Linked DNA regions of Macaca mulatta: region 1 is linked to region 2. The links are chromatin contacts, called in public Hi-C maps. All regions are on one chromosome and are shown on one strand. Each heading gives the region's core, a stretch centred on a gene start, on an enhancer-like site or on the middle of the called end of the contact. The rest is flanking DNA. Distances are from core to core; before and after follow the strand shown. Region 1 holds the start of EI24 (EI24 autophagy associated transmembrane protein). Region 2 holds the start of FEZ1 (fasciculation and elongation protein zeta 1).

Region 1 (2,700 bases), core at 198-2,697, 44 kb after region 2:
AAATACAAAAACTTAGCCAGGCATGGAGGCAGAGGCAGAGGTTGCAGTGAGCCGAGATCATGCCATGGCATTCCAGCACTCTAGCCTGGGCAACCGGGCAAGGCTCCTTCTGGAAAAAAAAAAAAAAAAAAAAAAAAAGATTGATAACTTCCGGACAGGGCGGGACTTTCATCCTTATCCCCCGTCGCTGGGAGGGGAAAGGGGCTGAATGTCAAATGGATCACCAATGGCCAATTGTTTAGTCAATCGTACTTATTTAATGAATCCTCCACAAAAATCCAAAAGGACAGGATTTGGAGGGATAACTTAACACAAAGACATTCCTGGAGCGTGGAGTGTGGGAGGAGAGCATCAAAGAAGACTCCTGCCTCTTCTCATACAACTGATCCTATGCATCTTTTCATCTATACCCTTTTTAAGATCCTTTCTAATAAGCCAGGAAAGGTAAGTATTTCCCTGAGTACTGTGAGCCACTCTAGCAAATTAATGAAACCCAAAGGGTGGATGGTTGGAGCCCCAGCTTGAAACCTGTTGGTCAGAAGCTCAGGGTACCTGAACTTATGACTGGTGTCTGAAGGGGAGAGTAGTCTTGGGACTGAGCCTTCAACCCGCGGGATCTGAGGCTATCTCCAGAAAATACATCACAATGGACTTGAATTAGGGCACACCCAGCTGGTGTCTCCTGCTTGGGGTGTGGGGGAAAACCCCACACATTTGATCACAGAACTCTTCTGTGTTGATCATGTTGGTGTGAGAGCAGAGGAAAAACGGTTTGAGTTTTTCCTCACAGCTTTTATCTTGTTAATCTATTTTATGTCAGTTTAATGCTCAGGCCCAGAGGAAAACCCCTAAAAGGGGAGAGGTAAAACTACCCTTCCTGCGGTAGAACTGGACTTGTGGGATGGAGATGAGAACAGTGATTCTCTATCTCGTTTCATCTCAACCACTCCTTTGCCATCAGATTACACACACATAATGCAGCCGAATTGGATGGGAGCTTGTCCTATCCCGGATCATTGTGAGTGAAGCTTGATTTAAACCCGTCATTTCTTAGTAAACTTTACAGAAAATCTGCAATCAAATAAACCAAGGTGCCCTCTGTATTTTATTGCGCTCCTGTTACTAGTATTTCACAGGATTTTAGAAACGCAAGCAGCGCTATGGAGTCAATGGGGGAGGGCAAAGAACAGGAGAGATCTGTGAGAACCGGATCGGGGAGGAGGCGACCGGGAGGGGTGAGGGGTCCTCTCTGCCGCCAGGCGGAGCTGGGAGCCGGGCGACCCCGCACGCAGCGCGAGGAGCGACCCCGGACTGACTACATTTCCCAGTCTCCGTCGCTCCGCGCGGCCCGCCCCTCAGCTCTGGGCCCCGCCTCGTCGCGCCGGCTGCTTCTTCGCGCCCGCCCGACTTCCCAGCGGCCCCGTGCGGCCCGGGCATGCCCAGTGCGGGCGCAGCGGCCCCGGCCCTGGAAGCGCCCCGGCGGAGCGGGCCCGCGGTGGGCGAGGGGCCGGGCCGGAGCCGCGGCGGCGGAGCTGCGGGTAGGTGCGGCATCAGCCAAGCCAGGCCTCGGGACCGCCGCGCCGCCCATTCTGAGTGGCAGGGGCCGGGAGGGCAGGCAGGACCCCAGCGTGGGTTGGTGGGGCTACCCGCGAGGACCCCTTGCGGGAAGGGGCCGGAGGGAGCGGGACGGGACCGGGCACATCCCCGGGCGAGGCTTCTCCAGGTGGGGCGCGGCTGTCTTTAGCTCCTTGTGTGACCGGAGGTGTGCGTGGTCCGCACCTCGTGCACAGTTGTGCCTAAGGAGGGAGACCAGTTTTCAGCCGAATTGCCTAGGAGCTGTGGGGAGATGGGCCCGAATGGACCCGTGGACTCAGAGGCAGCCCGTGGAGCCCCGTGGGAAGTGAGGATGTTTACCTTCCCTGTACCTGGAGTGGGCTGCGACAGCTTCCTGCTTGCCGAGACTTGGGTTTAGTGACTTACAAATAAAAGTGCAGGACTGTGCCTCAGCAGATGCTTATTAGCTTTTAATGAGTGTTAGGAATTTAATGTCATTTGTATTTCCAGGTTTGAGAGGTTATTTGTCCATGGGATGCTCGTGTTAAAAAAAAAAAAAAAATTGCAAAGCTTAAAAACAAGTCGACCGAGATAACATTAGGACACCGGGTTCTGAGGTTCACTGTAGCTACCATTCATTTGCTGTCAGTCTGGGCAAGTCATTTAACTCCTGAGACTCGGTTCTCTCACCTGTTAAATGAACCAGATTCATCTTCATCTGTCTAGCTCAGCTGTAGGATTCCCCCTGTGTCATTCAGTCTCTGTGTGATCTCAAATTGTGGCAAGTTATTTTTCCCCATGCCTCACTTTTTGTTAGACTGGGTAATTCACCAAATATTCCTGTAGGAAGAATGTTAGGATCTAAGTATAAAAGTGAAGTGATTTACCCTTCATAGGCCACTCTTAGTCAAGAGGTGTCCTGCCACTTGGTACATGCAGAAACCAGGTGTTAGCTGGTCACGGATCAAATGACACAGCTGTTGTGGACTGAGGCAGAATGTTTCAGGTTCCCTGTCAGTACCCTGTGAGAAATCCAAGCCAAGTAATGGGCTTCCCTAAACCTCCCAGCTGGCTCACTTTAGTGGGGTTGTGTTTATATAGAATTTTAAGTGTTTTTCATGCTGTTGTGCCCTATTAGATGCAAGA
Region 2 (2,700 bases), core at 196-2,695:
AAGACACTCACGGGGCTTAACAGAGATCCAGTAGGAAACGCGTAAACGTCTCCCTGCAGCACAATGATGCACTGGCTGCAGCTCCGGGCTGCGGTACAAATGCTCAGTCCCTTGCTTTGCTGAGCTGACCCGAGTGGAGCGGAGCGGTGGAGATCTCACCACGCTAACCCCGCTGGGCCTGGGCACCTCCACACAAGCCCCATTCCATCTCCTTCTTCCCATCACTTGCTCCATAGATCAATTGATTCCGTGCCTCCTCGTCCCCCACGTCCGTCCCTAAAACCTGCCCTGCACTGATCCACCTTCAGATTTCCCACTGCTCCTCCGCGGAACCCAGCCAGTGTGCATGTTTGTGCACATTTTGACAGAAAGGGTATTTCGTTGCATATGGATCAGCAACCCCTTCGCGGTTCTGCTTGCTACCCTCCCCCTCCTCCCGCTGCTCCATTCACCTCCATCTCAGATCTCCCTCCTCCCCCCGGTCCGGTGGGGTAAAGAAAGGCTCCTCCAGGCAGCACAATGGCTGGCGCTCCGAGGAAGCCGGACTCATCCCGCGCAGGCCGCACACACACTCCACTGCCCTCCTGGTCAAACAAGCCCGGACACGGGAGAGGGGTGGGAGTCGGGGATGCCTAGCGGCGGGGAGGGAAGGGATAGGCAAAAGGGAAGAAGAGCGGGCTGTGATACCCCCTCGACGCCGTCAAACACTGCTCCCCGCGCTCCAGAGCCGGGGGCCCACCCGACGGCAGCGCGCCCCGCCACCGCGCCGCCGCCCCGGTCCCTTCTCCCGCCCGTCTGTAGTAAAACAATCGCTCCCCCGGCGTCAGCGGCCGCTGCCAGCGGTTCTGACACTGCAGGAATGCGCGGACTGGGGAAGGCTCAGCACTCTGGGGAGGGGCACGAGCGGGGTCGGGGGTAAGTTCTTAGGGACAAAGATGATGTTGGGGCGTTTACGGTGACTGGACCAGATAACGGTCCCGGGACCAGGCACCGACCCACTGCCCCAGCGCGATCGGGCGGCGTTCCCTTCCTCCCCCAGCCCCCATACCGCGCCGCCTGCCTTCACACGCGCGCACACACGCGGGCACAAACACGCGGACGGACACACACACACACACACACACACCCCAGGCCTGGCTGGAGGGCCGATGCTGAGATGATACTGGAGGAGCCCATCATCCCACATCTCCCGGGCCTGGCGCTGCGTCCCAGCTGCGCTCCCCGAAGGGCTGGGCAGGAGAGCGACGGCCTCCCGTTGTTCCTTTCCAATCCCAGGATGGGACGGGGTGAGGGGCGCTGTGGCGACCCCAGACCGTCCTGTCAGAGAATCCCGGGGCCTCCTTACCACCCCCACCAGACCCCACCCCCAGCAGTGGGTCGGGTCCTAACTAAAGTCGACCCCCGCGACGGCACCTGTGCGGGTCCTGGCGGAGGGAGGCGGATCCCGGGGCTCAGCCGGACACCCCCATCCACGGGCCGCGGGAGCGGCCGGAGCGCAGCGCAGCGCAGCGGAGAGCCAGCTAGCCAGCGAGCGCTCCCCCCGCAGCTCCGGCGGCGCCCGGCTCCGCTCCCGCCTCCACCCCACCCCCTCCCTGCGCTCGTGCCCGGGCTCCGGGGGCGCGCCCGCGCTCGGGCACCCACCCAACTGGCACGCGCGGGAGCTGGACGTCATCCCCTAGTTAACATTCATAGCCTTCCTCTGAGCACGTGGGCCTGCCTTTATTAATATTTATGCATTTCTGTTTCTCTCCTCTTTAACATTGGTCTTTCTGCTTCCCTCATGAATATTCAGAAGCTCCAAGATGAGCGCGTGCAATAACTATCAACATGGATACCTCGCAGAGCCTGACACTAGCTTCTGGATAAAATGCAGGCGATGGCTGCTGGCGGATGCCGGCAGACACACTCAAAGGCCCTCTTGGACTTTCTGAGCTGCCCATTCTCCTCTACTAGAGGCTGAGGCGGGCAGGCCCAGCGACGTCTCCCAGCCCCAACTGAGTTCCGACCTCAAGCCAAAAGTGAGGAGGCCGGCAGGAGAGCTTTTCTCACCCAAAGATGCGGGGTGGGAGCTGGATCCAGCTGAAAAATCTGAGTGAGAAGGTTTCAGGCCCAGGAGGACTTGAGATAATACAGGAAAATTCAAGAGGCTGAAATAAGAAGGGTCCCTGGGGTCTTGTGAAAAATTATTCATTTATCATGTCTACTGTGTATAGGCCTGTGCTTATAGAAGCTGTCAATAAAAAGTCTCATAATTCATGGATACACACAACTAAGAGCACAAGAACTGTAATTATCGAAGGAAGGCACTGGAAAAAGCATGTCGGCTTGGAGAACCCCAAGTACTTTTGTCTGATTACAAAGTACCTCTGGGCTGAACTAAGAACTTCAACTGGAAGGGGCAGGGAGCTTCTCTTTTGCTGGTTTATGCATTCATTCCACAGACATTTCAACCATGAGAAGGATGGAAACAGGAATAATGTCCCAATGAGATGAGAAGAAGCGTTGGCCTATTTGCCTTTGTGGGAGCAATAGACAGAGGATGTCTTCCTGTAAGAAATCATAAGGCCAGGCACAGTGGCTCACACCTGTAATCCCAACATTTTGGAAAGCTGAGACAGGAGGATCACTTGAGGCCAGGAGTTCAAGACCGGCCTAGGCAACATAGTGAGACCACATCTGTACAAAAAAAAAAGTAGCCAG

What was found. A called contact is a pair of places that touch in the nucleus more often than the background predicts.
Region 1: a contact with region 2 is called in a Hi-C map of fetal cortex germinal zone, with 2.6 times the contacts expected there. The contact joins the promoter of EI24 here to the promoter of FEZ1 in region 2. A contact is called at or near these places in 3 of 14 Hi-C or Micro-C datasets (fetal cortex germinal zone, fetal cortical plate and liver).

The regions. Positions count from the first base shown.
Region 1 is chr14:125,954,690-125,957,389 of T2T-MMU8v2.0, forward strand. It overlaps EI24 (EI24 autophagy associated transmembrane protein), which reads left to right and starts at 1,448. Exons shown (of 11, transcript NM_001257508.1): 1 at 1,448-1,538.
Region 2 is chr14:125,910,498-125,913,197 of T2T-MMU8v2.0, forward strand. FEZ1 (fasciculation and elongation protein zeta 1) reads right to left here and starts at 1,446. Exons shown (of 10, transcript NM_001261621.2): 1 at 1,414-1,446. LOC717002 (putative uncharacterized protein MGC39545) reads left to right here and starts at 420. Exons shown (of 2, transcript XR_013404365.1): 1 at 420-915; 2 at 1,793-2,136.